Regions from separate parts of the Mus musculus genome. Here regions 2, 3 and 4 are each linked to region 1. A link is a contact called in public HiChIP or PLAC-seq and promoter capture Hi-C data. All regions are on one chromosome and are shown on one strand. Each heading gives the region's core, a stretch centred on a gene start, on an enhancer-like site or on the middle of the called end of the contact. The rest is flanking DNA. Distances are from core to core; before and after follow the strand shown.

Region 1 (6,713 bases), core at 2,219-4,718:
TTGGTTTTTTTTTTTTTTTTTTGGTTTTTCAAGACAGGGTTTCTCTGTATAGTCCTGGCTGTCCTGGAACTCACTTTGTAGACCAGGCTGGCCTCGAACTCAGAAATCCGCCTGTCTCTGCCTCCCAAGTGCTGGGATTAAAGGCGTGCGCCACCACTGCCCGGCCGGAAAGTATTTTTTTAATTCATTGTTTTGCCTGCATGTGTGTCTTTATGAGGGTGTTGGATCCCCTGAAATTGGAGTTACAGATAATTATGAGCTGCCATGTTGCTCCTGGGAATTGAATTCGGGTCGTCTTGAAGATCAGCCATCTTACCAGCTCCTGTTTTGTTTGTTTTTAAACCCGATCATGATGGCACATACATATAATCTTAGTAATTTGGAAGCATAAGAGTGCATAGTGGTTCAAGGCCAGCTTGGGCTACATATTGAGACCAAGTTTCAAAAAAATGTTTATGATCACAATTTCTCAAATATTAGGATTATCATCTGTCTTCAGATGGTGGTTCACACTTTTAATCCCAGCACTTAGGAGGCAGAGGCAGGTGATTCTCTGTGAGTTTGAGGCTAGACTGGTCTACAAAGCCAAATCCAGGACCCCCAGGGCTCTGTTACACAGAAAAACCTTGTCTCAAGAAAAGTAAAAATGATGAGTCAGAGGAGATTAAAGAGAATTAAAGCTGTTCAAGGGATTCGGCCAAGTAAACTTTACTTTGTGCCTTAAAAACAGCACAAAACAAGTGGCTTTGTGATCCTGCTCTCAGATGATCACTTTGCTCAGTGATAATAACAGATGCTCAGCACAGCCTCCTGTCACATCTGTCCAAGTGATGTCTTCTTTTTTTTTTTGTTGTTTTTTTTTGTTTTTTTTTTTTGTTTTTGGAGACAGGGTTTCTCTGTGTAGCCATGGCTGTCCTGGAACTCACTTTGTAGACCAGGCTGGCCTCGAACTCAGAAATCCACCTGCCTCTGTCTCCCGAGTGCTAGGATTAAAGGCGTGCGCCACCACCGCCCAGCAAGTGATGTCTTCTTAACATTGGAAAGGGGTAAAGAAAGATGTTAGTACAGATGGGAAACAATGCCGGCTCCTCCTGAGATTGCATTTACCTATGTAACCCATAGTGTCCTTGAACTCTAGATTCTTCTAAGTCATCGTTCTCAGGACTGAGATTACAAGTACGTGTCACCACTTCTGACTCCTGCCTTTGAACATCAATCTTTTGTTTTTTCTTAACACGTAAATATTGATCTCCCTGTGAGGCGGCCTCTTCATCTCTTCATTCTCCCACCCTTCGTTTATTATGCTAGGCATAGTACTCAGGGCTTCAGGAATGCTAGGCTGCTATTCTTTCTCTGAGACATGGCCTCCAGCCTGTTTTTCTTAGTTTATCAATGCCTTTGCTCTCCCCATGAATTAGAACAGGACATGCTGATTGTGGACAAATAGTATCCACCACAATTAGAGTGTAGTAGGTTTTAACTTCAGTGTCTCTGAAGTACGTTTTCCTGGGTACTCTGATCCTGACTTTGCCAGCTGCTGGACCCTTCCTAATATGTCCAAGTTTAGTTTGAATTAAATCAAGTTGGCTAGTTGTGTGTTTGTGGGGTTTTTGTTTGTTTTTACTTTTCATTTCTGGGACTCAAGCTGCATACTAAATTCATTTGTAATGTCTGGACTTAATAATAATGTAATTGTGAGTATGTTCGTTCAATGTTCGTTCAATGTTGGCACTTTGGAAAAGGCCACAGTTTAGGGTGGACAATTGTCTGCATCAAAGCCAAGTCATATTTGCTTTATACCAAACAATACTAGAGAATTAAAACACATCATAAAATGTACACTGTTTTGTATTTCACCTCTTTCAGTATTTAAATAATTATATTAATGCCTCCTAGAAAAGAATTCTGTTAGATAATTCAGTGATTCCTGAAATAAATTGGTATTGTGTAATTAATCCTGCAGTAGCCTCCTCATTCTTTTTATCCAAGCTGCCAATGGTTCTTGTATGAATATGAAAACATGTAACTATTTTGTTCGTTTGGTTTCCTTTTTTTTGATACAAGGTTTTTCTGTGTAACCCTGTGGACCAGGCCACCTTTAAACGGTACCTCTGTCTACAAAGTGATAAGATCGAAGATGTGAGCCACCACCACCTGGCTTGTATAACTCTGTTATGTATGCTACTGAAATCAGACTTAGTTTCCAAGTCACTGATAACTCTGGAGGCAAAGTAAGAGCTGGGATCACAAAGTGTTTCACTCCAATATCCCTCATTTTTTTCATACACTAGTTGTTATATTCTTTCACATCTTACCATTTCACAGTCATAACTAACAGTGGTTTCCTTTTCATTTTGTTTGTTTCTGACCCTAACTCAAGAAATTTAATCATATTGCTATTTTTTGTTTCACGATACAGAGCTGCTTTTGTAGCCTTGGCTGTCCTAGAACTAGCTCTGTAGACCAGGCTGGCCTCAAACTCACAAGAGGTCCGCCTGCTTCTGTCTCCCTAGTGCTGGCATTAAAGGTGTGCTCCACTGATGCATGGCATTGCTTTTTGTTTGTTTGTTTTTTTCCCCAATACCCACAGGATAACCTGACAAAAACAAGCAGCTGGAATTTTCCTTTCTGCTCTCTCTTCCATAAGCCCTGATAGGTTAATAGGTTTTTAGTGGAATCGTAAAAACCTTTAAGACCTTCAGGTGGTTTAAGTACACGTTTGAGAAGTGTCTAGACACTTCAGCATTTAGAATGAAAAGAAAACAAAAAGAATACAGAGATACAGGCCAGAAATAGAGGCTAGGTCTACGTACTAAACTCTATTTCAAAGCAAAACAATAACATAAAGACTCAACCACTATCGTAGGCCAAGCAGAAGAGGTTGTTTTAAGGAGGTTGGCTGAGGAAACTGGATTCGTTTCAATGTTTTCTTGTGCAGGGGACTTCCTCATCATAGGATGTTAACTAGCCTACCTGTGAATTCAGCTTCCTGGGTCCTGGGTAGGTCAGAAAGACAACTTGTTTTTCCATTGGATGGCACGACGCCACTTTGGAGGCGTCTATACGTCAGAGCAATTAGTCTGATGGGTAGAAACAAATGTCTGGCTGCGGAAGGTTGAGTGGCACAAGCAGCTTGTCACGAGTGCAAATGCTGCTCGGCCTGCAGACTACGCTACCGAGTGCCTGGAGGTAGCCCTGCCTGGCAGAGCGAAGGTGCAGCGGGAGGCACGGTTTCCGGTTTCCGCAGACGGCCGAGCGCATCGTCTCGAAACGTCATCTCTCGGAGACACCCCAGGACGTTACCAGACGCTACTTCGCTTTTATCCGCCCAGCCTCGCGTCGTTGGCAGGAGCCAACTCACGATGTAAGGACACTTCCGGTGCGCGCAAGGTACTGTGGGGCGGCCAAAAAAAGTCGAGCGCACACGCGGTTCGTCGTCGTCGTCGTACGTCATCATCACGCTTCCGCGGAGGAAGTGACGACAATCCTGGCGCGCGCCGGGCGCTGTTCCTTCCCAGACTCCAGGACCGGCTGCGGCGGCTGTAGCGGCGCAGGGGTGAGTAGCGGCGCGGGGGTTCGGAGCAGGGTTTACGGCGCCCCTGAAGAATCGCGGCTGGCGACACGCTGCTGCCGCGGAGCAGTCTCGCTCCACACGGAGCTGAGGGCGGTGGAGGCGGCAGGCCTGGCGGCCCCCGGAGCCGGCCCTTGCCTCAGGTTTGCGTGACTGAACCCTCAGAAGTGGGACCCCGCCCCGGAGTCCCGCGCTTGACAGTGCACCTTGATCTTACCTGTCACCCAGGCCTCCCCGCGTCCTGGAGCTTTCTCATACAACCTTTTGACACCTAAGGCAGAGTGTGTTGAGTGCGAGGCACTGAAATGACCTGGATGGTCTTTCATCCTAGAACAGTACCGTTACGTGGATGATGATGGTTGCGTTTTACGGAAAACACTGAGGTAAACTAAGTTACCCAAAACCTTACAGGAATGACAGAAACGACAGTGTATTCAGGCAGAATCCTTCCGACCTACCGGGACTTACTCTGAAACACTAACGATTAGACTTAAGTGTTCGGAAAAGACAGACCGACAGACCGACCGTAGCTTTCTGTGTCCCGAGGTTGCTTGAATTGTTTTTCTTTTTGCAGTGTTTTAACTCAAATGGGTGATGAAAAGGACTCTTGGAAAGTGAAAACGTTAGATGAAATTCTCCAGGAAAAGAAACGAAGGAAAGAACAAGAGGAGAAAGCAGAGATAAAACGCTTAAAAAATGTAAGCTATGTTTTTTAAGTAAGTGGTTTTCTTAAAGAAGATTTAATTTCTTTGCCCTCATTTTTCCATTAGAACAACGCTTCTTCGGTGAAGTTCTTTTGTACTTCCAAATGTCACAGGTGAGCCCAAAATCTATTCTAAAATTAACAAAAACATTCATATACTCAGTTGACGTTGAAGATAGATTAATAACACACTGAAGCTGTATCGAAATGAGAATATCTCGTTACAAAATAAAATATTCTGAACCTAGAATCATTACTGCCACCAGACTAATTTTTCTCATTTCATTATTAGTATATTCATAATACCATTTACCAAGCATTTTTAATAAAGTGGGAACTTTCCTTGCAATTAAAATGAGTGCTTTGTAATTACCTTGCTTTGGATGATGATATATTTAGAGTCCTTAGGTGACTGGATAAGAAACATTGATATAAGTGCTTCTTATTGTCAATATATGTATGATGTATTTCGTGTGTAAAAATCCAACTAAAGTCTTAGTTTTGGCTCAGAAAAACTAACGTTCATATAGTCTTATGACCCTTATCATGTACAATGTTTTAAATTTTCTGTTCTCAGGTTTCAGGTTACCAAAAAAAAAAAAAGTGATTTTAATTACATGAGTTTTGAACAAAATTAATATTTGAAGTTTCTATTCAAAAAATGTATATTTAGAGTTGGTTAGCAAACTTCAATTATCCTTAAAGATATTTAACCTGTACAACCTTTAATCCTAACACTCAAGAACTCAGGAGGCTGAGGCAGGCAGATCTATTGAGTTCAAAGCCAGCCAGTGCAATGTATATTTTATGTATATGTATAATTATATATATGTGCATTTGTATGTATGTGTGCATATATGTGTATATATGCATATATATATACACACATATACTTCCTATATATGTGTGTGTCTGTGCATATATATAGTGAGCTACGTATGGTGATGTACAGTGATGTACAGTGATGTAACCTCAGCATTTTGAAGACGGAGGCAGGTTTCTAGCTCAAAAACCGTCTTGAGCTACATAACAAGTTATTTTTCAAAGATAGACAAAGAAGAAAGGTGATTGATAAGGAAAATGACTCAATGCTTCATTTTCCTTTGCTTCTTAGTCTGATGACCGCGATTCCAAAAGGGATTCCCTTGAGGAGGGGGAGCTGAGAGATCACCGAATGGAGATCACAATCAGGAACTCACCATATAGAAGAGAGGATTCTATGGAAGACAGGTGAGAGAACTTAAGCTGTTGTCATATTTAGCCTGTAGCTCATGGGCCACATGGGCCCTAGGTTAGCTATGAATGCATCCCAATACAGAATTGTGAACTACTTAAAACATGCGTTTTGTTTTTGCAGTTTTATTGGTTGGTGGGTGGAGTTAGTGTTGGGGTGGGGGTGTACGTGGGTGTTACTTTATCCACAGGAATCAAAAGGTCCCCAAAGCTGGAGTAAAAGGTTGTTGTGAGATGCCCAGTATGGGTCCTGGGAACTGACCTTGGGTCTTTTTCAAGAACAACAAGTGTTCCTAACTATTTAGCCTTTTCTCTGGTCCCCTAGCCTGCCTTTTGTCGGTATTACTAGGGAAAGGTTTGAAGGCTTAGTGTTTAAGAGCACTTGTTGTTTTTATACCCTGTATTGCAAGTCTACAGGTTTGATTCCAGCAGCCAATGGTCATGGTGACTTACAACCATCTGTAAGTCCAATTCCAGAAAATCTGATTCGCCCTTTGACCTCCATGGGCACATGTAATATATATGCAGGAAAACATTCATACACATAAATGAATTTATTAAAAAGATAAATTTTTGTATGTTTGGGTTTTTTTTGTTTATTTGAGACAGTGTCTCTATATAGTCCTACCTGTCCTGGAGCTCACTATATAAATCCTTTATCTCAGAAACCCACTTGCCTCTGCCTCAAAAGTGCTGGGATTTAAAGGTGTGTGCCACCATGGCTGGCTATTTAAAGTTTGTATTTTGTCCTGACGTTTGTCTCACATGTGAGATGGCTTTTGTGTGGAGTCAGCTATTATGAAGTCCAAATAAGCATGTATTCCTTTCTTTGTAATATCTTCAATCAAACCAGCACCATTTAGTTAGTATATTTAAATCGCTATCCTGTATTGCAAGTCTACAGTTTTCAGAGTAACCCAAGGTTGAGTTTGGAGGGGCCACTGTCAGCAGCATCGATGTCTGATGGTCCTTTCACGGTGGTGAGGTCATTTGTTCTCTCCTCCCATCCTGTAAGACAACTGAGGGAAGTCCTTTTTTTTTTTTTAAAGGTTTATTTACTTATTATATGTAAGTACACTGTAGCTGTCTTCAGACACACCAGAAGAGGGAGTCAGATCTCGTTAGGGATGGTTGTAAGCCACCATGTGGTTGCTGGGATTTGAACTCAGGACCTTCGGAAGAGCAGTCGGGTGCTCTTACCTGCTG
Region 2 (6,713 bases), core at 2,772-5,271, 700 kb before region 1:
GTCACCATGCTTCCCTCCATGATGACAATGGGCTAACCCTCTGAACTGTAAGCCAGTCCCAATTAAATGTTTTCCTCTGTAAGAGTTGCTGTGGTCATGGTGTCTCTTCACAGCCATAGAAACCCTGACTAAGACAGCCCTTACAATCAGCACCCCAGCCCCAACTACAGAAATGTAGGGAAGTCCCATACCCTTGACTTCTTGGTCCTACAGTCATAGAGTGGGAACTGGCCACAGCCTGTGGAATCCTAGCTAAGGCTCCATATTGCTCTGCCTACCCAGGATGCAGCTCAGCTGGGTTTGGCTACTCATCTTCCAGAGGGAGAGTAGTCCTTTCCCCAGCATGCTAGTCACCTACTTGGTCCAGGGCAGGCATTCCTCCTGAGTCCCTCCAAGTGAGAAGGTCCCTGTTAGGCAGTCAGCACATACAGTGTCCTGGTCGTGAGTCCCTGGGAAGTGAAGAGGGGCAAACAGAGGAGTACTGGGTTCAGGCTTGCAGGAATCTGGGCTTCCCTGGAGTGGGGCCTGGGAGCTGTCTGTTCTGGAGCCTCACAACCCATAATACTCTGTAGCTGGTAGAGGGAGCTGTGGTGGTAGATGGCACTGTGAGACTGTGTGAGAAGGGGCTGGGTAGTTTTAGGGCATCCTGGACATGGAAAGGGCCTGATGTAATAACCCAGGGGTCTTCAACCCACACACCCTTTGGGTAGCCTGGCCAGATGCCAGGCAGAAGGCAAAGGCAGCCCTCACATTTAGGTGAATAGTGGGGTTGGGCAGAGTTTACAAGTCTGGCTCCCGTGAAGCATTGGAGCTGAGGTGGAATAGCTGAGGTTAGACCCGATGTTGGATAGCTGAGGTTAGACCAGAAGTGGGAGCCAACGGAGAGGTTCCAGCTCCCCTTTGTTTTCTCTGCCCTCTGTCCTCTTCCTGACTCTTACCAGAAAACCTTTCTGGATCTTCCAGATTCTTTGAGTTCAGCTTTTCCCTGCCCCCCTGTGCTCCCCTCTCCCCTCCTGTCATGCCAACCTATAGCACTCTTTCCTCTCTTGCTGCCAGGACTGGTCTGGGGTGGGTGCCCTAGGGTTGGCCAAGATTTCTCCTCTGCTCCTTTCTGAAATCCTGAAGCTGGAGGTTTTCTAGACCCTAGGCAGCGGGCTTACTGGAACAAGGGTGGCCTCCGAAAAGAACCTTCAGTTAGACAGCTCACCTCTCTTCTCTACCCTCTGCCCTGGAGGGCAGGTGGTGTGCTGCAAGCATGTGGAACAGTGGCTCCCATCCTGGTTCTCACAGAAGTAGCCTGGGATGCATCTGCACACAGTGTCCTTCCAGCTGGAGCACTCCTGCCAGGTCAGCAGGCCCATGTCTGCCATCAGAGACAAGGCCATGGGAGCACCAGCACGGGATTTGGGGGAGCACCCTTCCTCCAGTCGTCCCAGTGTACCCGGGTCGGATTCTGCACAGCTTCACTTGCCAGAGGCTACCTACCACCTGCACATGTGGTACCAGGTTTGTCCTATAGGGGGAGCCAGGCATAGCACAATGGCTCTGAGCAGGGGGCTTGGTTGAGGGCTGATAGGGTCACAGAGTGGTTTGATGCCCAGGACCTGGGTTTTGACCAAGTCTGAATTGTCCTTGCCTCTGTTTTCTCCCACTCCAGGAAGCAGGACTTCCAATCTATGTGCCCATAGCCCTGGAAGTGTGGAGTTGGTAGGCTCTGCCATCCAGCAGAGTGCCCTGGTGACTCTTGGGATCTCAGTATCCCGTCCATGGGAATCAGCAGTCTTCGGCCTCCAGGTCTGAGCCGACTGTGTATGGGAATTGTGCGAATAGGTACAGAGTCACTCTGACCCCATGAGGGCACTCTGTGTGAGTATAGAGGTTCCCCTTCTATAAGGGTGAGGTCATCTCCATTTGCACACTGTGATAGACACGGGGTCACCCTCAGTAAGGGGTGAGGACAACCCTCCTCACACACTATGAGTAAGTACGGGGTTATCCTTGTGGGGAGTGTGAGGCCGCCCGATTTATTGCGGGCACTGTAATAAATCCAGAGTCACCCAAGGCTAGTGTATGGAGAGCGTGGGGCTATGGTGGGAACAGAAGCGCTGGCTACCTTACAGCTTCGAATATTCCAGGACCTGTGTCCCCATCCAAATCTGCCCAGGCCCAGGCAGCCATCAGTCTACGAGTGAGCTTTTCCTGGGTTCCTTCATATGAAGGGAAAAATATATATATATAATGGCCACATTGATCCCCAGTGATGTCCCAACGCATGTAAGAGTTCCTTCACGGGCAGGGAAACTGAAGCAGGAAAGAACCTCTCATTACCCACATGAACCAGATAGACAGGGAGAAAAAGAAGCAGGCAATAGAATCTCAGTGATGGGGATGGGGGGGGGGAGGGGAGACACACCCTGAGAACCTGCCCACAATAGCAGGAAGGTCAGGCTGCGGTTCCCTCCATGAGTTGCCCTCTTCTAGAACCAATGCCTGAGCCTAAGTGCTCCAGCAGACCCCACCTCCACCTCCTCAGGTGCTCCTACCTGGATCACAGACTCCGCAGGGCAGACACTTGCTCAGGCCATTTGCATGGGCGGTATATGTCTGTGGGGGACAGGGGGCACACACTGTGCCTGTATGCTCACTGCAGACCTGCTTCACATGGTAACCTGCAGCCAGGACCCACAGTTCCTCAGCAGGGTTGGGGGTTAATCCACAGAAACCTTCCCTTCCCTGTACCCTCACATGGGTCTAGCAAGTATGGCACCAACCACAACTAAAGCCCCACAGGACTTGTTGGCCTTCTGTCTGCCCTCTATGAACAATTCAGAAACACAGAGATGGGGCTTCCTAAATCCCTTAGAACTGGCTCTGACCCCAGCCCACTTTCAGTCTCAGTCTCTGGTTATAAAGCCTGCCCTACCCCCCGGGCCCACCCCAGGCAGTGAACTTCAAAGGTTCCAGACACCGAGGACTATCCCTGAACTGAACACTGTACAGCCGTTGGACTGAGGACCCAGAGGCCCAGAGGCTCAGGACAGGAGTTCCTCCCTGGCACAGCACTTCCTCCTGGGAACTCCCACCTGGGTTGCACATGGGGCAGCACTCGTCTCCCACAAGGAACTCCTCCTGTCTGCATGAGGGCTGGGCAGAGATGCGCTGCAGCAAGTTCAAAAGGAAGACACAAGGCACCTGGGAGAGGAGATGAGTGCTGGAGGAGAGGACTACCTCCATCGCTATGGCTCTCCCTCCCCAACCCCCCCACCAGGCTGGTCCAGGCCCTCAGTGCATGCTCTGCTTCTTGAAGTGAGGAAACAGCACAACTTCAGTGTCTCTGTAGGAGGGGCTCGGGCCCAGGCCTGCTTAACCTACCTTCTGCCTTCATTGCCTGACAGTGTAAGACCTGAGAGGCAGCAGGGTCAGCTGGGGCTGGGAACAGGCTCTTCAGAATCCTAGGGACAGCTGACTGATGGTTAGTATATCCTACTTGAGCAAACAGGATAGACACTCTGTCTGGCTCCTGCTAGCCTGCCCTGATCTCTGTCTCCACTCTGTGAGGGTGCTTATCCTCAGGGACAGAGATACCTATGGTTGGCCTCTTGCTACAGGGCCTGTCCAGAGACAGCCAGGGTTCTGCCAAGGGCTACTATGCTCATAGCACCACCTCCTGCCCTTTAAAGAGAGCCATAGTAGGTGTCTGTGAGTGGAGGCCCGGGAGTGGAGGGGCAGAGGCCTGCCTTCCTGTAGCCTCCCAACCTGAGGTTGTTATCAATTATCTCCAGAGATTTGCAGATCCAAGCAGCATAAAGCCCCGTGAGCTAGCTGCCCAGACAGAGCTAAGGGACAGGAAATGTCTGGGGTGGGCTGTGGCTGGAGTTGGGCCGGAAGGAGCTTGGAGGCTGTAAAGGGCTCGGGAACTCACCAGCCTGAAGGTGTTGTCTGTAGGGGCCTGGCTCCAGGGTGCCGACCCCCATCCTGGGAGAGGTTCCATTTTCTTGATCAAGAAACTTCAGGCCAAGAGCCCCATGGGCTCTGAACCTCCTCACACACTCTCATGAGCCTTGGCAAGGAAAAGTGAAAATGAAAGAAAAAATAGTCTCTCTGACTGAAGTCTGTTAGAGGCAGATGGAGCACATTAAGTACACACGGGGCGTGGTGCTGGGAGGGCCCTAAAGTCCAAACAGAGCCTCAGCTTCAGACTCCATACAGGGACACTAGCAAGTTTTCCCAGCCTGTATATATACCCTCTGGAAGTATGTCTGTCTCCCAGGTCACTACAAACACCTCGGTGCTTACCTTGAATTTTCTGACAGACAAACTGAAATAGGAACCTCTCAGCCTCAGGGAACTGGGAACTTGATCTTTTGACCTACCTCCCAACTCACCCCTCTCACCGGACCCTCCCCCTTTAAGCTTCCAGTCACTTCCCAGACACCACGTCAGGGTTATCCCCATTACCAATTTATCACTGCCCGCTTCTTCAGCCTATACGCTTCTGAGCACATTCGGCGCTAGGAACAGGAGCCAGCCTTCTTTATCTTCTAAGGGTGAAGCAGGGTTTCTTATCATCTTTGAGCAGGCTATGGGCTTCTCTAACTGGCCCCTGAGCGGGACTAGGCGGAGCAGACTAATTTTCCTTTTGCAGATGAGGATGGGGGCTTTGAGTAGGACTACAGGGTAGTATGCTGGGCTTCCTCAGCCCACAGACTGGCTGAGGTCATGGGGTGGGGGCCTACTACAGACCTAGGCTGTTGAGAGCTTTTGGTGCTTCTAGGAATCTGGCATCTGTCACTGGGCTCAGACAAAGAAGTCGGCATGTCAGAAACAATGACCACGGGGCTTTGTTTACTGCTTTGCTGACCACTTAACGTTAGCCTTGTGTCATCCTTGCGCTTACTACTTGTCACATCCTTGGTCACTCTCTTGTGTGGTCTCCTTGTTTACTACTTGTTTACTTGGTTGCTTTGTCTTTGATCTAAGAACTGACCATGGGTTTTGTTTGTTTGTTTTTGTTTTGTTTTGTTGCATAAACCTAGAATGATATAAAAGCAGGCGGGAGAGAAACAGCTGCTTCAGCCGCGGTACGGGCTGGAGTCAGGTTATAGTGTTGTCTGTTTTCTTTTTCAATACTCACTCCCTCCCTTGAGACCCTGTTGACTGGCTGAGCTGGCTTGGTCACGAGGCTCCAAAGAGAAATAAGGAACCCCAAAGGCGCACAGAACATGAAGCTCCTCCAAGATTCTTTGACCAGGGCTACTGTGCGTCTCTCAACCCCTCGACTGACCGTTAAAACTAACCACAAATTATTGCTCCAGCTGAATCGGTCACCACCCTCATAGGTTTGGCTGGCCCTGGACTGATTTCCCTCATAGCTGGGACCTGCCCACACCCAGAACAACACACCCTGTTCCAATGAACCCTGTGAGCCAGGCTAGAGGACACCTGGCCCTGACCCAACGACAGCTCTCTCTGGGTTTTGACTCTGAGTTTTGGTTACTATTGTAGTGATGAAACACCATAACCAAAAGCAACATGAGGAAGCGAGGGTTGGTTGGGTTACACTTCCACATTGTAAGTTACCAGAGGAAGTCAGGAAAGGAACTCAAAAAGGGCTGATGCCTAGAGACAGAAACTGATGCAGAGGCTATGGAGGGATGCTCCTTACTGGCTTGTTATCCATGACTTATTCAGCCTGCTTTCTTATAAAATTCAGGACCACAAGCCCAGGGATGGCACCACTCACAATGAGCTGAACCCTCCCCATCAGTCACTAATTAGAAAATGCCTTACAGCCTGATCTTACGGGCTGTAAGTCCCTCCTTTCAGATGAGTCTAGCTTGTGTCAAGTTGACATGAAACTAGCCAATGTTCTAGTCCACAGTCCTCCAGAATCCCACCCCAAAGGGACACAGAAGAGTATGCCGTATGTTACAGAGGCTGTTCCACACAGCCATCTGTGTGCCTCTGTAGTAGACAATGCAGAGTGGACAGCCTCTGACAGTCCAACACAGTGATGTGGGGGTATCTAGTGAGGAGGCAGATATTTTACCCCATCCCACAGATGAATACTGGGAAATGGCCAAAGCCCCACAGCTCATAGGTACCTCAGAACACACAGAAGGCTCTGGACTGCAAGCATGTTTCCATATCTGTGGGCTCTCAGAGACATGCCCCAGGGTGGGAAGCCAGAGGATTCTGATGAGGTAGGTGAGATCCCTGAGCCTGGTACAGCCCCACAAGACCTCCACTAGGCTCCCAAGCCACCATTCCCAGTGATGCACAATCCAAGATCATCATCCTCTTGGGAAATCAGGAGCAAGATACAGGACTTACAGACATCATGTAGTGCATGGCTGAGTGGGAAATACCCAGTTGTCCATCTGTACTGGCTAGTTTTGTGTCAACTTGACACCGCTGGAGTTACCACAGAGAAAGGAGCTTCAGTTGAGGAAATGCCTCCATGAGATCCAGCTGTAAGGCATCTTCTCAATTAGTGATCAAGGGGGAAAGGCCCCTTGTGGGTGGTGCCATCTCTGGGTTGGTAGTCTTGGGATCTATAAGAGAGCAGGCTGAGCAAGCCAGTAAAGAACATCCCTCCATGACCTCTGCATCAGCTCCTGCTCCCTGACCTGCTTGAGTTCCAGTTTTGACTTCCTTTGGTGATGAACAGCAGCATGGAAGTGTAAGCCGAATAAACCCTTTCCTCTCCAACT
Region 3 (6,713 bases), core at 1,567-4,066, 560 kb before region 1:
AATGAAAAACTTAAGGAAGCCTAGCACTTCATGCCCCGGGTGGTGGGGCAGGCCTCCCAGAACCCGAGGCTGCAGTCCTCTCCCCATTCCTGCAGAGAAAGCATTGCCTTGTCCCTCCTCAGGTTCCCAGGAGACCAGATGTCAGGTGAGGGCAGGGGCTTTACAGGGTTACTCTTGCCTCAAGGTAGGTGTGGACCCCGCAGTACAACCCCAGGGCCAGATCTGGTAGAGAAATGGAGTTTTCTTGTTTGCCAGCCGTTCAGCAAGCCCCATCCTGGGTGTGATGTGTACAGCAACCACCAGAATGGTAAATCCCTGCTAGGGGCAGAGGGAAGATTTGCAAGGAATGAAAGACACTAGGCAAGGAATGAAAGACACTAGGCAAAGGGAAGCCAGCTAGGTGGTGCTGGAAGGTTTAACCTGGGGATGGGGGGTGGCGGTGGGGGAGGGCACAGAGCAGGTGCAATGGAGCCACCTGCTGGGCAATCCCCTCCCAGTTCCCAGGCCTCCCCAAGGTCCTGGCTTACTGTCTCTGGCCTCCCTACCAGCAGAACTATATTACAAATTTCTCAGATAGGGCTGGCTACAGAGGTCAGCGGATAGGATGCTTGTTGCCCCAGTATGAAGAGCAGAGTTCAGATCCAGAGAGCCCACATAAACATCTGATGGGTGAGGTGACCCACCTGAAATTTCAACCGTGGAAGGAGGATCCCAGAGTAAGTTAGCTGATAAGACTAGCCATGTGGGTAAGTCCTGGTTTTGATTCAGAGACCTGCTCCAAAGAAGAAGGTGGAAGAGCAATCCAAGATGATACCAGGTATCGTCCTTGCCAGACTCCACACTTGCAGGCGTACACACACACACTCTTATGCATGCCACATATCCACATATGCCCACACATATACAAACATGAATATATACACATGCGTACAACACAAACACAATAAATATAATTTAACTTAATAGAGTTAGACAACAGAGTGGTGGGGCTGGAGAGATGGCTCAGTGGTTAAGAGCACTGACCGCTCTTCCAGAGGTCCTGAGTTCAAATCCCAGTAACCACATGGTGGCTCACAAACATCTGTAGTGGGATCTGATGCCCTCTTCTGGTGTGTCTGAGGAGAGCAACAATGTACTCACAAACATAAAAATAAAGAGTTTTTTAGGAGCTGGTGAGATGGGTAAGAGCACCCGATTGCTCTTCCGAAGGTCCGGAGTTCAAATCCCAGCAACCACATGGTGGCTCACAACCATCCTTAACGAGATTTGACTCCCTCTTCTGGAGTGTCTGAAGACAGCTACAGTGTACTTACGTATAAATAAATAAATCTTTAAGAAAAAAAAAAAAAAAAAGAAAACAGAGTGGCCAGAGCTGGCAAACGACATCAGGCAGGACAACAAAACCCACAGCGTGTATGACTTTAGAATTAGTTGTTGAGCTGGGCAGTGGTGGCTCACACCTTTAATCCCAGCACTTGGGAGGTAGAGACAGGCAGATTTCTGAGTTTGAGGCCAGCCTGGTCTACAAAGTGAGTTCCAGGACATCCAGGGCTACACAGAGAAACAGGAGCCTGGCCTTTCTGTCCTCCATCCTTGAAGCAGGAGGAAGAGTTTACAAGGAGAAAGTCACAAGGCTCAGTCTTAGGATCCTTGTGCTTCAGAAGGCAAGGGGTGGGAGGTGGCAAGGGCCGTATGCCCCTTCCGTAAGCAAGAGCTCTCGCTCTACCTCCACCGCAGAGTTCTGGAACCCTGAAACACTGAAGCAAAGGGGGACTCCAGGCCACATGGTCATCCGAGAATCCAGAGAACTGATCTACAATGATGTCACTACTCATCTTGCCCTTCCACTTTCTCTCCTCACTGAAAAGCCTCTTGTTTCCCTGATCTGTGCAGGATCTGTTTGGGTTAACAAGCTCTAGCAGCCCAAGCTAGTAGAAAAGATGGGCTGATAGCTCCACCTGCTGGCCATCTTGGGTTTTGTCCCATAGGAAGAATCCTTGAGAGCCCACAAAGGAAGAACTTGAGGATCAAGGCACCGCTGTGCCTAGGATTTAAGCCCACGGAGAGAGACGCTTACTTAGGCCGTATCCCTGAGAACAACAGATACTTGAATAGTGTTTCTGGTCTTGTTCCCCATGGCTGAGAGAAGAGAATGCAAAAAAGCAGTCGCGTGTAAGGAGCAGTCCAGGCGGGGACACTTAGAACAGGCCATACCCCATGGTTATGGTAGAAATGAGCTTCCAAGTTTGAAAAGTCTTCCAGCACAAGCGGCCTTGGGCCTTCAGAGAATCTACATTTCAAACTGTCACATTTGATTTGGCTAGAAGTTCATGCCTCTGCATGAGCCGTGACTGCCTCCTAGCAGTGGTCAAAGGTGCTATCTGGGATTGCCCAACCCAAGCTGAAGAAACCAGGGCATGGGCAGGGAGGAACTCCAACAACTGGAGCCTTCAGCAGTCCGTTGGAATCACGTGGCTATCCCAAAAGATCCACTTTTGCAGCCCAGAGACACGTACCTCCTGCCAGAAAACTGAACCTGAATCAGGCCAAAAACACATCTGCGAGGCTGAGCTTTCTCGGGGGTCCTACCCACTAGGTATCTACCTCCTCCCTGTCATTACCCGCCACTTCACTGTGCCGCTTCACCCTCCAAGCACAGACCACACCCCTCCCCGGGTAGCCCCACCCCTATGTCGTGGACACGCCCACTACTCCGCCTCCACAGATGTCACGCCTAGGCTCCGCCTTCGCCCGCGTGGTGTTCGCAGCCTCAGCCCCACGACGGACGCACGTCGAGCGTCACAGGCCCCGCCCACGAGGTGCGCAGGCGCGGTGCGAGCTCTGCGATTCGGGCCATGGCGCGGGCGGGTGCCCCTGAAGTGATCCGGGCAGCGCAGAAGGACGAGTACTACCTGGGAGGCCTGCGGAGCGCGGCGGGTGAAGCGCTGCACAGCCTAGCGGGTGAGCGTTCCGGGCACCCAGACAGGCGGCAGCTCCAGAGTTTGCTTGGAAAGCGGGGATCAAAACAGAGGTACACACTGCTGACCACATTGCAGGTCTCTGCTTTAGTGTTTCTCAAGCATTTGCCCATTTATTCTCCAGACGCCCCTACAGGGTGGACCTAACGTCATTACTCTCATAGGTAGACACGTGGATCACACAGGCAGGGATTTGGGATTTCAGAGAGCCGAGGTTTGATACTAAACAGGTCGCCTCTGGCTTATGTTGTTAGCACTACCTAGACTTTCCTGGGCTCCATGTCTCTAGGACAGTACCTGACTCAAGACAGTTACAGTCGGGGCTTCTTAAGAGGCGGTCTTCGTCTCGGAGACATTCCGGTCACCAAGGGCAGCAGAGGAGGTGAAGGGAGAGACGAGTTGTTGAGGGTCGTCTTAGGAGTGACTTGACTTGGACTTTACCTGCCCTTCGGGAGTGACAGGGTTTCTCTGTGTAGCCCTGGCTGTCCTGGAACTCACTCTGGTCAGTCTGGACTCGAAATCTCTGCCTCCCAAATGCTGGGATTAAAGGCGTGTGCCACCACTACCCGGCTGGGAGTCATCTTAAGAGAACCACTTCACCTCTCTAGAGCTAATATTTTTCTTCTCTCAGGTGCAAAGAAATGGCTGGAATGGAGGAAAGAGATCGAGTTGCTCTCGGACATAGCCTACTTTGGCCTCACCACAATTGCAGGTAGCTGTCTGTGCTCGGCAGGTCCTGGGCACTGAGGGGCCCACAACCCACCCAGGTCTGGAGGGGATGCTTGAAGGCTCCTGGAAATCACCTGCATTAGTCTCTGTTTCCGGGAAGGAAGATACTGGCCAGAGGGCACTCACTGCCCCAGACTTTCTCTCAGCAGGATGGGCTTTTCCATTTATGGGGTACGAGGCAGATAAAAAGGAAGAGGCTATCGAGTGGGGGGAAGGGTACGAGCAGGGTCATGGTGAGACACATGGAAAGATCACAAGGTACTCCACAGGGCTGGCCTCAGGAACAGGAAGTCAGGATTCATCGTCTGCATGGTGGAGTACTAGAAGCTAGCTGCAAGCCATGGGTAGGCTTGGGGGCTTTTTATTCTGACTCCATGTGACAGCGTCAGGTAAGCAGTGGTATGTATGCCTGATACTTAGGACTCAGCCATCATCTAGAAGGTAGAAAGCCACAAGATCGGATCCCATCACTTGGACAGGGGTATGAGTTCAGCAGAGGAAGGACTGGAAAACAGAATAAAGACTTAAGGGAGTAGGAACCAACAGGAGATGCAAGGCCCATTCCAGAGTGGCCGTCTCTGTGACATGGTGAAATCACAGCAAGGCCACAGTGGGTTTAACAAGAAGTTGTGCTGGCCTTGGCTAGGTCTCAGGGTGACTGGTGAGGCTGGAGGGGGGACGACGACACAGGCTGGCCCGGAAACTTGTCCCTGGACCCTCATCACTGTGTATTAATCCTCAGGCTACCAGACCCTTGGGGAGGAGTACGTTGGGATCATCCAAGTGGACCCATCCCAGCAGCGTGTGCCCTCCAGGCTCCGCCGTGCAGCGCTGGTTGCACTGCATGCTGTCTTGCCCTACCTGCTAGACAAGGCACTGCTGCCCCTGGAGCAGGAGCTGCAAGCCGATGGCGATGCTCCCCGGGCTTCACAGGGCAGTCTGCTACCTGGAGGACGCAGCCGATCAGGGGCACGGCGCTGGGTGCGTCACCACGCAGCCACCCTGACTGAACAACAGAGGAAGGCCCTCCAGCGGGCAGTCTTCATCCTGAGACAGGGCTTCGCCTGCCTCCATCGGCTCCACGTGGCTTGGTTTTATATTCATGGTACCTTCTACCACCTGGCCAAGAGACTAGCAGGGATCACGTATGTAAGTAGCCATGCCAAGGGGACTGATATTCAGGCAGGGATCCTCTGAGCAGCATACTTGGGGACCCATGCTGACATGATCGCAGCCAAGTGTTCTGCTTCCAAGTTGCAATCGAAATTCTGTACTTGGGAAAGAGCGGAGTTCAGTTTTATTTTCCAAGAAAGCCCAGGAAAAGGAAAAGAAATCCAGTTCCCACAGACTGAAGGTGGCAGCAGACTTGGGTGCGTGGGCGGGTGACTGAGTGGCCAGGTCTGGCCTCGGCAGAGGGCCTGTGGCTGTGTCCATTTCACTGTTTGGAGAAGTGTGTGGAGTGCAGGTTCTAGCCCAGAGGCTGGCCTTCCCATGCATCCCTGCCAGCAGAGGGCCCTGTTCATCACCATCCAGAGCCCTAACAGAAAGGCAAGATCTGAGGGTTTGGTCCTAGAGTGAGTACATCGCCTCACCACAGCGCTGGCCACACAACAGTCCATACTGACCTTGTTGTTGCCTCTGGCAGTCCCCTGCCTCAACCCTAGTTTCCTACCAGTGCCCTTGTATCCTGTCACACCAAAGACCTCGCCCTGGTATCACCTCCATCCTCACCACCTACCTCACCTGTCAGGGGATCAAATGCCACCTCTCCCCTCTCCCTCCAGCCAGTGCGCTCCTCCCACACTCACTTATTATAGACACACCCATAGTCTGGTCTCAGGCCTTAACTTCCTTCCATACTGCCAGATAAAGCAAAACCTGCCCAAGCAGTCATCTAGTTTAGCAGATGTGCCTCCTTTCCCAGTAGCTGCTGAATGCTGGGCACTGGGTTTTGCTGTAGGGCTTGCAGTTTTCCTGTTCCAGCCCAAGGCACGATGTAACCTGGTGTCTTCATTTCCCTGCCAGTGGGAAGGCAGAAGTGGAAGGCAGCATAGTTTTGTTGTGATGTGTATGGCAGATACACCACTAGCCAGAGCAGAGGCTAGACCAGCATCCTTAAGGGCCAGAGTATCAGAGGGACAGTAACCACCTGTCCAGGTCCCCTTGCTATTCTCCACCCCACTCTTCCTTGGGCTCCTTCCCTCCCCCTGAAGTAGTCCCCAGACAGCTCTAGAACCCTCATCCATTTGCCTGGTCCATCCAGACTCCTGGGTCTGTGCTGCGGATGCCTCAAGGTCACCCTATAGCTAGGGTTCCCAGTCACTACTTAAACCCATCTCCATGTTGGTTCTTGTTCTCGGGACACTGCCAGTGGCCAACAGGAGGCCTGGCTGAATATAAAACCTCCAGCAGACAAGAGGCCAGGTCCTAAGGGATCCTGATGGCCAAGGTCACCTGTCTTAACAGCTCCGCACTCGTCGCCTGCCTGGAGAGGACCAGAAGGCTCGCACTAGCTACGGACTGCTGGGGCTGATCTCCCTCTTGCATCTGGTGCTGTCCATGGGGCTGCGGTTGTACAGCTTCAGGCAGAAGCAGCGAGCCAGGAAGGAGTGGCGGCTGCACCGCAATCTATCCCACCGCAGGTGTGCAGGGAGCTTGAGGTACTTTGGTATGCCCCGATTTTGTGAAAGGTGTATTCACCTGTGTACTTACCCCCATAGGAGTTCCCTTGAAGACAGAGCCGTGTGCAGAACCCCACTCTGCACCCTATGCTTAGAGGAACGAAGACACTCCACGGCCACACCTTGTGGCCATCTCTTCTGCTGGGAGTGCATCACCGAGTGGTGCAACACCAAGGTACTCGCGCTCCCGGGCCTGCGACCCATGGCGGTTTCACTGCCCCAATCTCCCAAACCTCTTGAGTTGGAGATAGAGAGGTGGGCATCTGTGAGACATGAACCGTGCTTGGGGTTGAAGTCCCAGCCTTCCTCTCTTGAGGCCTGACTG
Region 4 (6,713 bases), core at 1,726-4,225, 540 kb before region 1:
TGCTGAGCAGCTGAAAGGCCTTCAACACCCTCTCTAGCCACAGTCAGCCTGAGGTTCACCATGTGCAAAATGATGCTCTTCTAAAGGCAGACACACAGGCAGCCTTCAACTGCAGCCAAGCCCTGAGCTTGGTCTTAATGCTCCCAAAGCAGGTAGGAAACCAGGCTCACAAATGCTGCAGTGTGGCGGCAGCAGGAGAGATCCAACACCTCCAGCCCACCCTGCCTCAGCCCTGGGGTCCTTTGGAACCAGATATAAGTGGCCACATAATGTGACAACCTTCGCAGCACCCACAGAACTCAGTCTCAAGTCTGCAGTAAGAGTTGCCAGTGTGCTGCCACTTCCTGGGTCCACTGAGTACAGTGCTCAGAGCTGCCCAGGAGAATGAGAACGCCCTTTGGCCTCAGGTGTGTGCATAAACGAAATGCTCACAATTTAACTGAAGAACCTAGTTGTGGCTCCCCCTATCTGGGGGACTCCACATTTAAATAGAGGCCACATTAGAGTATACTACCTAGAATGGCCATTCCACTTAGGCCAAAGCCCAACTGTGTTAGTCAAATTCTTTACCCTATAGTATACGAAAATGTCCCATTATTTTACAGGGATTTTTAAAACACTTTTGTGCCAGGCGTGGTGGCGCACGCCTTTAATCCTAGCACATGGGAAGCAGAGGCAGGCGGATTTCTGAGTGAGGCCAGCCTGGTCTACAAAGTGAGTTCCAGGATAGCCAGGGCTATACAGACAAACCCTGTCTCGGAACCCCCCCCAAAAAAACAAACAAACAAACAAAAAAACTTTTGCTTAAATTGAGACAAGAGTAGTATTAAAAGGAAAATACTAGGCCTGGTGGCACACACCTTTAGTCCCAGTTCAGGAGGCAGAGGCAGGTGAGTTGAAGTCAGCCTGGTCTATATAGTGAGTTACAGACCAACCCATCTACACAGTGAGGCCATTTTAAAGAAAAAACGATGGAGCTGCTCCTTTAAAGTCTGTACTCTAAGCTGATCTTAAAACTCTGTTTCAGATGATGCGTAGAAAGCCTACCTAGAACACATTAGTCAAGTTTTGATTATCAGACAAACATTGCTCTACATCTTGATTAAACTCACTGCCAATAACAACCCGAGAGAGGCAGCATAGAGATTAAGAATGTGAACTTTGGAGTCCCACTGCCGGCTTCAAATCCCAGCACTGCACTTCCTAGCAGTGTGATCTGGGACAGCCACTGAGGAATGCCTGGGGTTCGGACCTGGAAAACGGGGCGAGCACCTCAGTGCCTTCCTCAAAGGGTTCTCATGAGGATCTACCGGCAGCCTGTGGTGAACCAAGTGCCAGCCCTCAATGTTTCAGACTTGTTCCTGGGTTAGGGCAGCCCTCATACCAGCTGTTCTAGCTGCAATCCTCTTCTCTCCATTCAGACTAAAGGTCAGAGAGGCCCTCCATGCTGTCCACAATGACCACCGTTTCCACGTTTCCATGTCACGTCACTGTTTGCATTTTCTGTAACAACTGTTTTCCAATCCCTTTCTAGTAATCTCTCAATCTCCTCTCACCGGAATGCACGCTCCTCCCTGAGGGACCTTGATTTGTTTTAGGATGGGCCTCACGACCTACAGTGCTTGTCACATATCTACTGAAATTGCTCTATGCTCTGTCACAAAAAAAAAAAAAACAAGACAAAAACTGTTCTAAGGGGGACAAGTACCACACACAGAACATTACCCCCGTGTTCTGGAGCCCATCATTTGTCTAGTTTCTGCAATCCATCACTCCTAAATTAGTAATACACCACAGAGAAGAAAGCGCTCTGCACAGCATCTGGGGGTCGCTGCCTCTTGCACCTGCATGCCTCAAGAGTTGTTCCCTGTCAACCCTTCCAGACCCTGCCCCTCTGAGTCCTTCCCTCTCTGGGCCCCTCTCACCTTTGGGGGTGGGGTGGGAAATGATCATCTTGGATCATCCCCAGCCCTTTCTCTATGTTCTACCTCCACCGCAACCAGTTCCCCAACACACAACCTGGATCTAAGGGGCTGAGTATGGGTTTACTGATGCTCTTCTGAGCACCTTAATGAGGGTTAAAAAAAAAAAAAAAACTCACATCAAAAAAACAGGCAGTTCCAAGACGTATAACTAGTCTCTAAGTCTTCCCCCCGCCCCCAACAGGGTTGCTCCATGTAGACCAGGCTAGCCTCAAACTCACAGCCTCTGCCTCACATAAAGGCGTGCACCACCACCTCCTGGATAGTATCTGTTATTAAGAACTAAGAAAGAAAAGCCACTGGGGGTTCTCAATGTGGAAGTATGAAGCCCTCTTGCACTGATACCCTGCTAAGGGAGACAATGTAGCCTTATCTGCTCCACGCTGGAAGTACAGCCTGGAGGGCTGGACATTTTACTGCCTTAATGTCACCATATAATCTAGACCCATTTAACCAGCACCCCTTCGATCCATTCAGTAACTGTCTTCGCGCTCGGGCTTAATTCCTACACGTGTGCCCCGAAACTGAACACGGTAGTGGGGTAGCAAGAGGACACCTAACACATGCCGCCTGGATCTGTGCAGGCAACAACAGGCCACCTTCCTCCACGACCTGGGGCCGGGGGGTCGGGGCGGCGCGCGAGCCGCGGCGGGCAGCGCTCAGCAGTCCCCTCGCGCACCCCTCTCGGAGATCGGCCCGCCCCTGGCAACCCCTCGCCAGGCTCAAAGGCGCTGCCCGGCCCCGCCCGCCCGCCGCCCGCCGGCTCGCCCGTGGCCTTGACAGCCCAGAGGAAGGCGGTGGTGTGCCGCCCGACCAGGTCCGCGCCACCAGCCCACCCCCAGCACCTCGCAGCTCCGGTGCAGCCGAGCCGCGGTCTCCCTCACGGCTGCGGAAGGAGGATGGCGGGCAGGGCGGCCGCCAGAGCTCGGCTCCGGATCCGGGAAGCTGCACAGGCACTTCCGTTCCGTCCCGCGGCGCCTCCAGCCGCCAAGATGGCCGCGGGGCGGGGCCCAAGCTCCAACCATTTCCGCTTCCGGTATGGACGCAGAGGCCGTTGGCGGGAGCGCTTCCCGGCGGAAGGACGGGGTTGGCGGAAACGTGCCGTGGTGCACAGGCGCATTGACGTCCTCAGGCTCCGGATCCGGCGCCGCTGCTTCGGATGTTATGGTCTCCTGGCCACGCCCCATGGCAACCGGAGGCCAATGGAAGGCAGCTTTATGGTTGCTAGGGAAACTTTGGCGGCAAGATGGAGGCAGCTGGCGATCCCTACCAGGCTTCGCTCCAGCCGCGTCGGCACTCGCCGAGACTGCCGCCGCGAAACGGTACGGGCTGCGTCTCCCCGCTGGAGCTCCGTCGCGTTCGCGTGCTCCACAGGCGTGGTCCAGGCTGCAGGCTCACGGCCAGCCGACCCTGCGTCAGGGGGGGCAGGTAGAGCTGAGGTCAGGCTGGCTGGGTGAGCACACGAGGTTCGCCCAATGCAGTCTGATGAAAAGTTGTTCTAAAACCGGAGAAACAGGATCGATATGAGGTCAGAGTCCATGCTAGTGCCACTGTCTTCCCGTCCCAGGCTGCGACTTGCTGGCAAGAAAGCAGTGGGGTTGCTTATCCATCTCAGGAACTGAGAGATGGGTGTTGGGTGTGATGTCTCAGAGCTGGCTGCGTGATAAAAGATGAGGCAGCCAGGAGTAATTAGGAGTGAGTGTGGATTTTTGTCCCGTGGGGACAGGAGGATAGTGACGGTCCTGGCAGGGTGGGCTCTTTGCTGTATCCTCACGGAGCTTGTTGACTGCTTCCGTGCCCTCACCGCCTCCTCTTAAAGAGCCTACAATCAGCTTTTGTCTTAGCCCTCCTCTGGCCAGGCCTGCCTTTCCCTCAGTACTATCCATGTAACAAAACCCAAGCAAGGGAGAGGGAGCACCCATCTTGAGCAATTAACCATCCTGTCATGTTCAAGAGACTGATGAGAAATGACCTGCAGACTACTCCAGACCCTGAGCTGCCCCATCTCTGTGTCTGTTGATGGCAAACCATTGCTATGTTCATCTTCTTTTCCGAACACAGGCTATGGCGTATATGTATACCCAAATTCTTTCTTCCGCTATGAAGGAGAATGGAAGGGAGGCAAGAAACACGGTAAGAAGCCTGTGATCATTGCAGAGCTCATTCCAGAGCCAGATTCCTGAGAAAAGGTGTGGGAGGCAGTCAGTCTTGTACCAAGCATAGCCTGGTACTGCGCCTGCACACTGGGACTACCACTTGGACCCAGTCATGGTGGAACCAATGTAAGACCAATTCTTGTAGGCTTGGAGGTCATCACATGCTGGTGGGTGGTGGAACTATTGGTGGGAGGGAAAGAGTGGGGCAGTAGACCCAGAGTGTCACACACAAACACCATCATGGCGTCCTGCATGCTTGTTATTGGACATCCAGGCCTCTAATCATCAGCCTTAGTGTCTCTGTATTCAAAAAAAAAAAAAAAAAAAAAAAAGGTAAACATGGGCACGAAAGAACCCTGTTCTCTCGTGTCTGTGAGCATTCCAGTTTATAGAATATACCACCAGACAAAGGCCAGGCGATGTGGAGGTTTTGCTGTGAGACATTATTGAATCTGTTGATTCCTGGGGAAAGGCAGCTGTGTTCTTAATAGGCTGCCTCCTGTTGCCTCTCTTACAACATGGAGGCTCTGCTGTGTTTTCCCAAGCTAGAGTTAATGGAAGCGAGGTATCAGGCTTTGTTTCTAATAAGAAAGAAATCAACTCCGGAGGCAGAGGCAGGGGGATCTCTTCAGTTCAGGGCCAGTCTTTTTTTTTTTTTTTTTAAGATTTATTTATTTATTATATATAAGTACACTGTAGCTGTCTTCAGACACACCAGAAGACGGTGTCAGATCTCGTTACAGATGGTTGTGAGCCACCATGTGGTTGCTGGGATTTGAACTCCGGACCTTTGGAAGAGCAGTTGGGTGCTCTTACCCACTGAGCCATCTCACCAGCCCAGGGCCAGTCTTAATACAGAGTGAGTTTCAAGACAGCCAGAGCTACATAGAGAAACCTTGTCTCAGAAAGCCAAAAAGTAGAAAGAAAGAAAGAAAGAAAGAAAGAAAGAAAGAAAGAAAGAAAGAACCAGATTTTTAGGAAACCTTGGCAATAGAGGGAAAAAGTACAAAATGAGCATGCCCTGGAATGGTCCTTGCATAGACACACACACACAGAGACACACGCACCAAAGAAGTACTGAGTCTAGACTTTCCGTTGTCTAGACTCTACCTGCTCCATAAACAAGAAGGTTCATCGTATCTGCTGGCTATCAGAATCTTTCTCATTTTCTTTTATGTATCTTTTTGTTGTTTTGGTTTAGGTTTTTGAGACACCGTCTTGCTAGATATATAGCCCAGGCTGGCCTTGAACCTGTAATCCTTTTGCTTTGGCCTCCAAAATGCACCACTGCACCCAGCCTTTACCAATATTGTCTTAATAATTTGTTGTTGTTGTTTTCTTGTGACCCCAGAGCCTGTACGAATGAGGCAAGTGCCTCACTGGCAGGCTGTATTCTTAGCATCTTTCAGCTTTTGCTTGGTGTTTTTATCACAACGATGTTTCTCATTTTTTCACCACCATTAAGGATTTGTCTTCTGTAAGCAGGCACTGTTGTCAGAGCTACTTGAAGAGTCACCCACTTTTAAGAATGTGTTCTCCAGGGGCCAGAAAGATGGCTCAAAAGAGTGCTTGCTGCTCTTGCAGAGGACCAGAGTTCAGTTCCCAGCACCTACATCAGGTAGCTCACAAAAACCCATAACTCTAGCTCCAGGGAACCTGACACCAACCTCCGGTCTCCATGGGCATTGTCGTGCATGGGCACACACGCATGTGTCCTTTGTCCTCGTGTGGATGGAGGACAGACAAGGTTCATGTGCACAGCTCATGCCTCTATGGTTGTCAGGAATGTATTGCTTTGTCTGTATGAGTTTCCACTGTGTTGCCCAGACTGGCCCAGCCTCCTGAGTAGCTAGGTTAAGACATGCGCCACCATGGCAGCTGAAGTTTTCACTCTGCAAAGGGAGCCCACCTGGCATGGGTCGGTCTGTGGCCACTCCCACAAGCTGACTGCACTTTGTTTCTCTTACCAGGTCATGGGAAGCTATTGTTTAAAGATGGAAGTTACTACGAAGGCGAATTTGTGGATGGAGAAATTACTGGGGAAGGCTGCCAGCACTGGGCCTGGTCAGGTTAGCACTGGGCAGAGGTGGGCTGCTGACTCTGTTCCCGTAAACCCTCCCAGAGTTAATGGCCACACAGAGTGCTGTGTGTAAACAGGGAGCTTCAGGCTCCAGTAACGAGAGGAGAGCAGCACGCAGGCTGGGGCAAGGGAGCGTGAGGAGGCTTATGGTCTGGATGGCCTTTGTGTCCAGTGAAAGGGTGCCTAGGGGTCCTAGGTGAGGGTTTGCACTCACCACGATAGAAAGCTTGGTCTTCTCTATAACACCTAGTTGAAAGAAAAATTTATCATCCCAAAGTTATATTTTCTTCTACATTAAAGATAATTTAGGGGCTGGAGAAATGGCTCGGTGGTTAAGAACACTGGCTGTTCTTCCAGAGAGCCTTAGTTCAATTCCCAGCAACTACATGGTGGCTCACAACCATCTCTATAATGTGATCCTATGCCTCTTCTGGCATGAAGGTTTACATTCAGATAGAGCACGCGTACATAAAATAAATAATTAAATCTTTAAAA

The links. Promoter capture Hi-C pulls out the DNA fragments that hold promoters and counts their contacts. HiChIP or PLAC-seq counts read pairs in DNA pulled down with a chosen protein or histone mark.
Region 2: a FOXA1 HiChIP or PLAC-seq map of pancreatic cancer cells shows a contact between it and region 1. The contact joins the promoter of Tnfrsf14 here to the promoter of Cdk11b in region 1. A contact is called at or near these places in 2 of 115 datasets of contacts at active chromatin or transcription factors (memory CD8 T cells and pancreatic cancer cells).
Region 3: an H3K4me3 HiChIP or PLAC-seq map of bone marrow-derived macrophages shows a contact between it and region 1, with 3 times the contacts expected there. The contact joins the promoter of Pex10 here to the promoter of Cdk11b in region 1.
Region 4: a promoter capture Hi-C map of neural stem cells shows a contact between it and region 1. The contact joins the promoter of Rer1 here to the promoter of Cdk11b in region 1. A contact is called at or near these places in 3 of 39 promoter capture datasets (erythroid cells, hippocampal neurons and neural stem cells), 2 of 484 Hi-C or Micro-C datasets (both in embryonic stem cells) and 5 of 115 datasets of contacts at active chromatin or transcription factors (the 230-238 cell line, forebrain, large pre-B cells and 2 more).

The regions. Positions count from the first base shown.
Region 1 is chr4:155,621,386-155,628,098 of GRCm38.p6, forward strand. Cdk11b (cyclin-dependent kinase 11B) reads left to right here and starts at 3,469. Exons shown (of 20, transcript NM_007661.4): 1 at 3,469-3,556; 2 at 4,146-4,269; 3 at 5,389-5,504. The coding sequence starts at 4,159. Gm16023 (predicted gene 16023) reads right to left here and starts at 3,370. Exons shown (of 3, transcript NR_040441.1): 1 at 2,974-3,370. It overlaps Slc35e2 (solute carrier family 35, member E2), which reads left to right. Exons shown (of 9, transcript NM_177186.4): 9 at 1-1,955.
Region 2 is chr4:154,924,056-154,930,768 of GRCm38.p6, forward strand. It overlaps Tnfrsf14 (tumor necrosis factor receptor superfamily, member 14 (herpesvirus entry mediator)), which reads right to left and starts at 4,022. Exons shown (of 8, transcript NM_178931.2): 1 at 3,923-4,022; 2 at 3,084-3,192; 3 at 2,544-2,669; 4 at 1,208-1,363; 5 at 359-449. The coding sequence starts at 3,991.
Region 3 is chr4:155,064,214-155,070,926 of GRCm38.p6, forward strand. Pex10 (peroxisomal biogenesis factor 10) reads left to right here and starts at 2,817. Exons shown (of 6, transcript NM_001042407.1): 1 at 2,817-2,961; 2 at 3,610-3,690; 3 at 4,450-4,856; 4 at 6,174-6,349; 5 at 6,428-6,563. The coding sequence starts at 2,856.
Region 4 is chr4:155,083,378-155,090,090 of GRCm38.p6, forward strand. Rer1 (retention in endoplasmic reticulum sorting receptor 1) reads right to left here and starts at 2,976. Exons shown (of 7, transcript NM_026395.2): 1 at 2,828-2,976. Morn1 (MORN repeat containing 1) reads left to right here and starts at 3,200. Exons shown (of 14, transcript NM_001081100.1): 1 at 3,200-3,304; 2 at 4,044-4,115; 3 at 6,109-6,207. The coding sequence starts at 3,229.